Linked DNA regions of Capra hircus: region 1 is linked to region 2. The links are chromatin contacts, called in public Hi-C maps. All regions are on one chromosome and are shown on one strand. The core of a region is the stretch at or near the end of the contact, and the rest is flanking DNA. Distances in the headings are between cores, read along the strand shown.

The links. A called contact is a pair of places that touch in the nucleus more often than the background predicts.
Region 1: a contact with region 2 is called in a Hi-C map of blood, with 2.3 times the contacts expected there. The contact joins the enhancer-like site here to the promoter of MYO15B in region 2. A contact is called at or near these places in 2 of 5 Hi-C or Micro-C datasets (both in blood).

Annotation. Positions count from the first base shown.
Region 1 is chr19:55,324,053-55,329,400 of ARS1.2, forward strand. It overlaps the pseudogene LOC102174336. Among named protein-coding and RNA genes, the nearest start is that of GRB2, 16 kb to the right of the region's middle. Within about 2 kb of position 1,694, at least 2 of the 5 cell types and tissues checked have an H3K27ac peak or open chromatin away from gene starts, as enhancers often do.
Region 2 is chr19:55,195,358-55,200,661 of ARS1.2, forward strand. It overlaps MYO15B (myosin XVB), which reads right to left and starts at 1,895. Exons shown (of 64, transcript XM_018064023.1): 1 at 1-1,895. The coding sequence starts at 1,628.

The DNA of each region.
Region 1 (5,348 bases), core at 444-2,943, 130 kb after region 2:
ATGTTTGAATAGCAGACCTGATACTTACCAGCTATGAGACCTCTCTCTCGAAGCCTCCGTTTCTTCACCTGTAGAATTTGGGTAACTAGAGAAACTTCTCACTAACTTATGCTTTTGTTTGGTTGGTTGGTCATGCCACGTAGCTTGTGGGATTTTAGTTCCCCCACCAGGGATTGAACCTGGGCCCTTGGCAGTGAGAGAAAGGAATCCCAACCACCGAGCCACCAGGGGATTTCCTGGCTTGTTAAATGAGAAAGTGAGATAATGAACAGAAGATGCTGAGCCCAACCCTAGGCAAGTGCTTAGTCAAAGGCAGATGCAGTCCTTGTGAAATGGGGAGCTGAGTAAGACGGAGGGAAAAATCTGATTTGGAAGAAAAGGAGTTAAGCGGTGTGCTTTGGCAGCACACATACTAAAATTGGAACAATGCAGAGAATATTAGCACGGCCCCTGTGCAAGGATGACACACAAATTTGTAAAGTGTTCCATAGTTTTGAATTTCTGTATGACTCAGGAAACTCAACCTGGGGCTCTGGAGCAATCTAGAGGAATGGGAAGGGGTGAGATATGAGAGGGAGGTGATGTATGTACGTATACCTATGGCTGATCCATGCATTATGGCAGAAACCAGCATAATATTGTAAAGCAATTATCCTTCAATTAAAAATAAATATTTTTTTAAAAGAAAATAAAAAAGGAGTTAAGTGAAATTCCACACAGAGTTTTATAAACCTTATGTTAAAAAAATTATCATATTTATTTTGGGATATACCTATTCATGCACATGAATAATTCAAAAGAAACAAAGAAGGATAAAAAATAGGTCTTCCTCCTATCCCTCATCTCACAGTTCCCCTCTGTGAGGCAACTAATATGCTAGTTTCCTGAGACTCTTCCCAGAAATTTTCAATATTGAAAAAATTTGTTTGAAATAGACTCACAGACTTAGAAATCAAAGTTATGGTTGCCAAAGGGGAAAGAGATAAATTAGGAGTTTGGAATTAACAGATACCTACTACTAAAAATAAAATACGACTTCCCTGGCAGACGAGTGCTTAAGACTCCACACTTCCAATGAGAAATAGGTTCGATCCCTGGTCAGGGAACTAAGATCTCACATGCCAAAAACAAAAAGGTAACTAACAAGGACCTGCTGTATAGCACAAGGAACTGTACTCAATATCTTGTAATAATCCATAAGGGAAAAGAACCCAAAAATATATATATATATATAAATGAATTATTTTGTTCTACACCTGAAACTAACAGAACATCATAAATCAACTATACTTCCTTTTTTTGTTTTTAATCAGCTTCAGAGGGAAATGAGTTTCAAAGGGCAGAAGACATTGATGTAGTAAAGACAGCTGCCTGTGTGTTCTTGTTGGACCCCAAGTGGAGGGAGTATTTTGAAAGCATATTTAATTCTCTGCAGCCTGAGCCAGACTGGTTGAAGTCTTCTTAGCTATAATAAGACCCACGGGCTCAGAAAAGCAATATGATTCAGAAGCAGGATTCACAGCTCCCCAAGCAGAGCCCCTCATGTGAGGCAGACGCTGTCAGGGCAGGGCAAAGCCAAACTGTAAGATCTGAACTCTGGACTGTGGACTCATTCCCCACATTCCGCGTGTGCCAAGCCCGCATTGCCAACATTCCCTGAGGGTTTAGGGCCTCTGCTCTCCTCTCGGACAGGGATACTCTGGGTCACATAGTTTTGCCTTCAGCTGCTGGAGAGGCCGGAGGACAGGTTAGAGGAGACAATGATCAGAAGCCAAGGGTCCCTTCCTGCATTCTCCCTGCTGGCCTCCTGGAGTCCAGTTTCTATTCTGTAAAATACACATATATTTATCCAGGATCCACTGGGGAAATTTAAACCTGCTCAAGTCCCAAGACGCACCTGTTTAGTAGATAAACAGGGCTATTTGTTACCCTACTGTTAACACGGTAACCGTGCATAAATATGGAGCCAAGAGAGGTCACCCACTTACCGCCAATCTGTCAATCAAAAGGGTACTGAATCACCAAACTGAAAGATTTTGCGACCTCGGTAACACATTCCAGTACTTTTTATGTCAGAAAGTTTTCACTTGGATCTAATCTGAATTCACCAAGCTGGAATTTATCCAGCATTCAGTCATTAAGGAAAATAGTGGTGATCATCTTCCGTGTACTTGAAACATTCATTAGCCTTTGTCCCTTTAATACTAACTGAAGGACTTCGCTGGTGGTCCAGTGGCTGAGACTCCACATTCCCAGTGCAGGGGGTCCAGGTTCTGTTCCTGATCAGGGAAATAGATCCCACTTGCTGCAACTAAGGAGAAGGCAATGGCAACCCACTCCAGTACTCTTGCCTGGAAAATCCCATGGACAGAGGAGCCTGGTAGGCTGCAATCCATGGGGTTGTGAAGAGTTGGACAAGACTGAGTGACTTCACTTTCACTTTTCACTTTCATGCATTGGAGAAGGAAATGGCAACCCACTCCAGTGTTCTTGCCAGGCTTCTGGAGGGGGAGCCTGGTGGGCTGCTGTCTATGGGGGCGCACAGAGTTGGACACAACTGAAGCTACTTAGCAGCAGCAGCAGCTGCTGCAACTAAAGATCCTGCATAATGCAATGAAGATCCCAAGTGCCACAATTAAGACCCAGCGCAGCCAAATAAATAAATATTTTTAAAAAATATTAAATGAAAGCCCATCCAAGTTCTTTCATCTTCCATTTACATTCAATTTCTAACCCCTCATTTACTCCTGTGACTGTGGGCTCTCTTTTCTCGGCCTCCAATCCAGGCCAGAACTTTCTCGGTTCAGAATATCAAGAAAGACCTCTGACAGCATCTTTTACTCCACTCTTCTCTTCCCATGCATCCTTCAAACCTTTGGAGCTGCTTGCCTCGTTCATCTCAAGCTGGCATGTCTATAAGCTCAGCTATATAAAGCAGAAGATTTTGCCCATCTGACATTCCTAAATCTCAGAGCGAGCGAAGATGACACTCCCTTCTGGTCTGTAGGCAGCCCTGGTATTTATATTGCTCTGAACTCATGATGATGCTTGCAGAGATTTAATTTTCCTAAAGTCCAAATGCTCACGTTAATTTGGGAGAGGGTGGAGATTTGATTTCTTGAGCCGAGTCAAAGACTGAAGGACGAAGTTTGATTCCTAGACCTAAAAAGGTTTCTGGCAAGACCGTGAAACAAGCTGCTTTATTATTTTGGAACTCAGAAGCAGAAAACAGAGATAGCCTGAGTAAACTTCCCGGAGTTTTGTGACTGGGTAAAGTCTCATGAAAAACTCAGGTAGACAAAAAAGAAGTAGACAAAGGAGGAGGAAGAGGAAGAGTTTGAAAAGTAAAAAGCATTATAATTGAGGTATAAGCCATCCTATCCTGTTTTCAAATAAAACAAGCTTTAGGGAGAAAACAAGTAGACTTGAGAATTCCCTGGTGGTCCAGAGGTTAACGCTCTGTCTTTCAATACAAGGGACGTGGGTTCAATCCTGGTAGAGGGGGGCGGGGCAGGGGGAGGGCAGTGCTGAGAGATCCCACACGCCTTACAGCCAAAAAAAACAAAACATAAAACAGAAACTATATTGTAGCACATTCAATAAAGACTTGTACAATGGTCCACATCAAAAAAATCTATTAAAAATAAGGAAAGCAAGCAAGTAAAGATACAGTACCTACTATTTCTCACAATATCCTTCCATTATTATGACTGAGGACCCTGAAGTTTAGTTAGATGAGATAAATTGGGCCAAGTGCCTAACACAGAGCCCTGAAACAGAGTTGGAACTCAGGACAAGTTCGTTCTCTTTTTAACTGTATTGCTATTAACAAAAAGGGTTTATCACTTTGCCAACAAAGGTCTGTATAGTCAAAGCTATAGTTTTTCCAGTAGTCATGTACAGATGTGAGAGTTGGACCATTAAGAAGGCTGAACACTGAAGGATTGATGTTTTTGAGTTGCAGTGCTGGAGAAGACTCTTGAGAATCCCTTGGACTGCAAGGAGATTAAACCAGTCAATCCTAAAGGAAATCAACCCTGAATATTCATTGGAAGGACTGTTGCTAAAGCTGAAGCTTCAATACTTTGGCCACCTAATGCAAAGAGTCAACTCACTGGAAAAGACTCTGAAGTTGGAAAAGATTGAAGGCAAAAGGAGAAGGGGGTGACAGAGGATGAGATGGTTAGCACCACTGACTCAATGGACATGAATTTGAGTAAACTCCAGAAGAGAGTGGAGGACAGAGGAGCCTGGAATGCTACACTCCAAGGGATTGCAAGGAGACGGACGCAACTTAGCAACTGAACAACAACAACAAGGGTTAAAGGAGTAATGCAGTTGACATTCTCCTAGCTGCCAATTAAACCCTCAGCTATATGGTCATATAAAACACAGGCAATAAATGGCATCTATAACCAAACTGCCCAAGGAGGATTGTTCCCAGAGACAATCTGGTGTAAGTTGTCGGGCCACCTTGGGAGGGGCCTTGAGATGCCATTGAGTTCCTGCAACCAGTCTTGTTTCCCTTAGTCTTGACAATTATCTTAATGTCATAGTCCAAGTCCCGTAATAACAGTAATAATTATCACAAGCTCACTTTTCTTAAGAGCTTACTGAGGACTAGGCTCTGATTTAAACACACTCCACACATTATTTCATCGAGGCTCCAAAGACAAAATGTTCAGACACTGAGGATCCTTGCCAGATGGGAGGACACCAGAAACCTGGCTGCTGAGCTATCGGAATCTGAAAAAGTTTGAGAAAGCGAGAATAAATTCCATAACACTCTGCACTTTGGTCATAAAACCAAAAGATTAGGCTAGCAGAGACGAAACATGTTTCACAGGAGAAGGCAGGGGAAATGCAGCGTTGTGGTTTATTCAGTAAACCGGGAAATATGACTTGTGTTCTCCGGTAACCACAAAGAATTGAAACGTGTGGTTAAAGATTTAGGGGTTAGGGAGAGCGAGGGGGTGGGTAGTCTTGTTCCTTCTTGATTTCTGTTCGAGTTCCAGGGAATTGGGGTTTCCATTGCAAAGGGTGCAACTGGATATTTCCTCCACGTTTCATCGTTGGGACCTGGCAAACGGCATTTCCTGGCACTCGGGAGCAGCGAGTCCCAACAGAAGCGAGGTCGAATCCATTTTTGGAGCCAAACGCCAGCATTCCTTTGCGGTGAGTTCTGCAACCTCAAGGTAGCGCTTCCCTAGAGTGACCTCTAGTGGTGACCACGGGAAGTCGCCCAATTTTCCAGCCTATGGAAGAATCACCCTCGAAATGTTGCCTTTGTGGCAACAGAAGCCTCTTGGTTCTTTCCCTCACTAACTGGCCTGTGGTTGATGATGACA
Region 2 (5,304 bases), core at 645-3,144:
CTGTCCGCAGACGCCCCCGCACAGGACCAACCGCGCCCCTCCCCGGCGGGGGCGTCCGCGAACCCTTCCTCTGAGCTCCGGCGGCTCGAGGTCCTCCCTGCCCCGTGGATCCTGGGGAACACGACTGCGAACTTGGGATCTGGAGTCGCGTGCTCGTCCTCCGATGGATCGTGAGCTGGGCTTTCTGCAACCTGCGGGGAACTCGGGCCGCCGCCAGGGGGAGGCCTTGGTCGCCCCCACAGCCCCGCGACGCCCGCCAGGCTCAGCGCTAGACGGCGGCGGCGCGGCCCCGGCCCGCGGCTCGTCCCCTCGCTGCTCCCGGGGCCCCGCGCGCCGCCCGCGCGCCCCTGGAGCCTCAGCCGCAGCCACCGCAGAAGCCCCAGGGCCCGCACTACGCGCACGAGCCGGTCCTTGAGGCTGCCGCGGCGGGGACCGGCGACCTGGGGAGCAGGGCCTGGCGGGGGCCTCGCGCGGAGCCTGCGGAGCGCCACTAGGGCGGCCAGCGGCGCTGGGGCCCGCGGCCCGTCTCCCCGAGACCCCTCGTCCCTCACGCCCACCGCCTCGTGCGCCTTCCCCACCACCTTTCCAATCTGGCGGCGCTGACCCCGGGCGGTCGAGGCCTCGGCTCTTTCGGGCGGGGCGCCCCTCGGCTCAGCTTCGGACTGCACCCCATCGTCTCTTGCATCCCCGCCCTGCCTGGGGTCCTGAGAACCCCACGAGCTCCGGGGGATGCAGCTCTCGAGGAGGCTGGAAGCTGCGGCTTTTCTACCCTGGTCAGCCTCGCCAGCCTCGAGGGCCCCGCGGGTCGTTGCTGGGGCTGCTCCTGGGCTCCGGCACGGCCCGGCTCCCTCCTGACTCGAGTCTGGGTCTGTCCCGGAATCCTCGGTCTCTCCTTGGGGCCTCGCCTCCGACGATCCTGCTGGGCTCTGGGGCCGCGAGGGGGGCTTGTCACTGCCTCTGTCGTCGCTGCTGCTCGGCCTGTCGCTGTTCCGGGGAGCTCCTGGCGCCTCCAGCGCTGACTCTGCACTGGTTTGAGTGCCCCCCGAGGCCATGTCCGTTTGCTCCAAGTTGAGCCTCCGCTCTGGGGTCCCACCACCTTGGCTGCGGCTCTCCTGGGCCTCGTGGGCTTCGCTGTCCAGGCAGGAGCTGGCCCCGTCTCCGCCCGACGTGTCCCTGTCGAGGCTCCGTGTCTCCCGGCGGCCACGCTGAGCCGAGCGTCCCCGTCGTTTTCCTCTCCTTCTGCTGCGGTCCTGCTCCCGTGTCCTTCCTCCTCTTCGGAGACCCTTCTGCTCCAGGCGCCCCCCGTGGCCGTCCCCCAGCTTGCTGCTCTCCTTAGTCTGGCATCCCCCATGAGCATGCCCGCTGCCTCGTCTGCCCTCGGCCTCCGGCGGCGGCCCCACCTCTGCTTGTCTGCAGTCCCTGTTCTCCCCTCCAGTGGGCTTCCTTTGGGCACCGGGAGGCTCCTGGCCTCGCCCGGCGCTGGGCTCCCTGTGTGCCTTACGATGGCCCTTTCGGTGTCCCTGGCTGGGCACGCTGTCTGCGCTGGCAGACCCGGATTCCTGCTCCCCCGAGGGGGGCCTCCCGGGTCCCTCCAGGTGCTGGGGCGCTTTGCCCTTGCTCCTGCCCATGGCTTCCTGGTGGCTGTCTCCTCTTCTTGCCCCAGGAGCTGGCTGCCCACAGGCGTGCCCTCAGCAGCACACCACACAGGCTCTGCGCTAATGGGGGCTACAGGCTCCATCTACCCGCCCCCCACATCTCCCGCCTTACCCGAGGGCATCAATAATGCAGGTGGCTGCCGGCCCTGACCTCCAAGGCCAACAATAGCGAGGAGGCCAATCAGGAAAGAAGAGCTGCAGGTGCGGACAAAGGCCGTGGACAGGGCAACCGTGTGGCCCTGAGTTGCTGCCAGCCTGGCACCGGGCCCGACCGAGGGGGCCCATGCTCTGCTCCTGCCTCACTACTTTGGCATCAGGGGGTGGGGGCGGGTGCCAAAAGAACCTGTTCGGGTCATCCTCCTTGTCCTGGGGGGCTCTAGGGGACCCACCCTCCTCCCTTAACCCCTTGGAGGCTGGAACCAGGCTGACCTTGGTGCAGGGCCAGAAGCCAGTGAGGGTTGTTAGTTTTGTTATTGTTCTAGATTGTGAAATATAATTTAAAGAAAACTGCCTAAAACATAAATGTACACCTCGGACTGGTGTAAAGTAAGTAAATGCTTCTTAGTCACGGAACATAATCGGACCCCAATAAATTCCTGAGCACCCAGATGTGTGTGTTGCTCTAATATTTAATTTTTTTTGAACAGGTAGTCCAGAAGATGAAAGTTTCCCATTCCTGACCCACAGCTATTCATTGTCCCCTGAGGTTACCCATTTCTTGTATTTCCTTCCAGAGCTATCCAGGCAGAGAAAAGCAAGTATTATTTTTCCCTTTGAGAACAGGTGGAAGCTCTTCTAGCTCATGGTGCTCCACTCTAACAGATTAACTTGGAGATTTCATAATAGTAAAAATCTTCTTTTTTTTTTACAACTTTGTAATATTCCAGCAGATGAATGTGCCAGAGTTTAACCAATTCTTTATTGATAGTGCAAAAATTAATAAAGGAAACGCTCACTAAATGGAGGCCAGAGGCCAGAAGGGGGAGTCCTTATACACTTAACCAGTTCACCTCGATATAGAGCCCAAGAGAAAAAAATGTACTTTGGATGTCAGGCAGGAAGTGACACGACTTTACTACTGCCAGCTGGAGGAAGAAAGTTTTTCCCCTTGCCTGCCAATAGCTCAGCCAATGAGAAACTGTCAAACTAAGCCAATGAAAACCTGCTATACTTCAAACTCCCAATTTCCTCCTATGGACTTTTTGTTTATAACAGCCTCTCCCAGCTTCCCCTTTTCCTCTATAAGAGAGCTTCCTTTATAAAAAGTTTTCCTTCCTGCAGAGGTGTGTGTAGTTGGCATTAATTGCTGTCCCATGTTGTAATTCGTTGCTGGAAAAATAATTGGCTCTTAAAATTATTTTAGGTTAACAGACTTTTACGACTGAAATGGAGGCTGCCTTCATCTAACCTTTTGCTTCAATTACAGACAACATTGATTCCCTCTGTGTCCAGGCCGAATCAATTCCTAGAAGTGGAATTGCAGGGGTATAGGGTGTGTGCTTTTGTATAACTTGGAGTGCTCCAAATTTTCCTCCGTGGAGGCTGTACCAGTTTACACTCCCACCAACAAGAGAGGAGACCACCCATCTTCACATGGCACCAAGGCAGGATATCATCCAACATTTTTTCCCCTCTGAAACATGACAAATCTAAGTGCCCCCACAGGACTCCTGTGCCCCTGCTGACCTCTGACCTCTCCTCAACCGGCAGCCCCACCCAGAATCAAAGTGGGGGAAGTTGGCATTCCAGGTTGTGGCGCTTTCCTTGGAGGGCTCTCCAGTTAGCTCCTACCTACCTCACACCACTAGACCATGCAGGTGTGACCTAAATCAAGTCCCTTAAGATTATACAGTGAAAGTGAGAAATAGACTTAAGGGACTAGATCTGATAGCCAGAGTGCCTGATGAACTATGGATGGAGGTTCCTGACATTGTACAGGAGACAAGCATCAGGACCATTCCCAAGAAAAAGAAATGCAAAAAAGCAAAGTGGCTGTCCGAGGAGGCCTTACAAATAGCTGTGAAAAGAAGAGAAGCGAAAAGCAAAGGAGAAAAGGAATGATATACCCATTGAATGCAGAGTTCCAAAGAATAGCAGGGAGAGATAAGAAAGCCTTCCTCAGTGATCAATGCAAAGAAATAGAGGAAAACAACAGAACGGGAAAGACTAGAGATCTCTTCAAGAAAATTAGATATACCAAGGGAACATTTCATACAAAGATGGGCTCGATAAAGGACAGAAATGGTACGGACCAAACAGAAGCAGAAGATGTTAAGAAGAGGTGGCAAGAATACACAGAACTACACAAAAAAGATCTTCATGACCCAGATAATCACAATGGTGTGATCACTCACCTAGAGCCAGACATCCTGGAATGTGAAGTCAAGTGGACCTTAGGAAGCATCACTACAAAGCTAGTGGAGGTGGTGGAATTCCAGTTGAGCTATTTCAATCCTAAAAGATGATGTTGTGAAAGTGCTGCACTCAATATGCCAGCAAATTTGGAAAACTCAACAGTGGCCACAGGACTGGAAAATGTCAGTTTTCATTCCAATCCCAAAGAATGCTCAAACTACCACAAATTGCACTCATCTTACACTCTAGCAAAGTAATGCTCAAAATTCTCCAAGCCAGACTTCAGGAATACATGAACTGAGAACTTCCAGATGTTCAAGCTGGTTTTCAAAAACGCAGAGGAACCAGAGATCAAATTGCCAACATCCGCTGGATCATCAAAAAAGCAAGAGAGTTCCAGAAAAAAACGTCTATTTCTGCTTTATTGACTATGCCAAAGCCTTTGACTGTGTGGATCATCACAAACTGTGGAAAATTCTGAAAGGGATGGGAATACCAGACCACCTGACCTGCCTCTTGAGAAGTCTGTATGCAGGTCAGGAAACAGCAGTTAGAACGGGACATGGAACAACAGACTGGTTCCAAATAGGAAAAGGAGTATGTCAAGGCTGTATATTGTCACCCTGCTTATTTAACTTCTATGCAGAGTACATCATGAGAAACGCTGGGCTGGATGAAGCACAAGCTGGAATCAAGATTGCTGGGAGAAATATCAATTTCCTCAGATATGCAGATGACACCACCCTTATGGCAGAAAGCAAAGAAGAACTAAAAAGCCTCTTGATGCAAGTGAAAGAGGAAAGTGAAAAAGTTGGCTTAAAGCTCAACATTCAGAAAACGAAGATCATGGCATTTGGTCCCATCACTTCATGGCAAATAGATGGGGAAACAGTGTCAGACTTTATTTTGGGGGCCTCCAAAATCACTGCAGATGGTGACTGCAGCCATGAAATTAAAAGACGCTTACTCCTTGGAAGGAAAGTTATGACCAACCTAGACAGCATATTAAAAAGCAGAGACATTACTTTGCCAACAAAGGTCCATCTCATCAAGGCTATGGTTTTTCCAGTAGTCATGTATGAATGTGATAGTTAAAGAAAGCTGAGCACCGAAGAACTGATGCTTTTGAACTGTGGTGTTGGAGAAGACTCTTGAGGGTCCCCTTGAACTGCAAGGAGATCCAACTAGTTCATCCTGAAGGAAATCAGTCCTGAGTGTTCACTGGAAGATCTGAGGTTGAAGCTGAAACTCCAATACTTTGGCTACCTGATGCAAAGAGCTGACTCATTTGAAC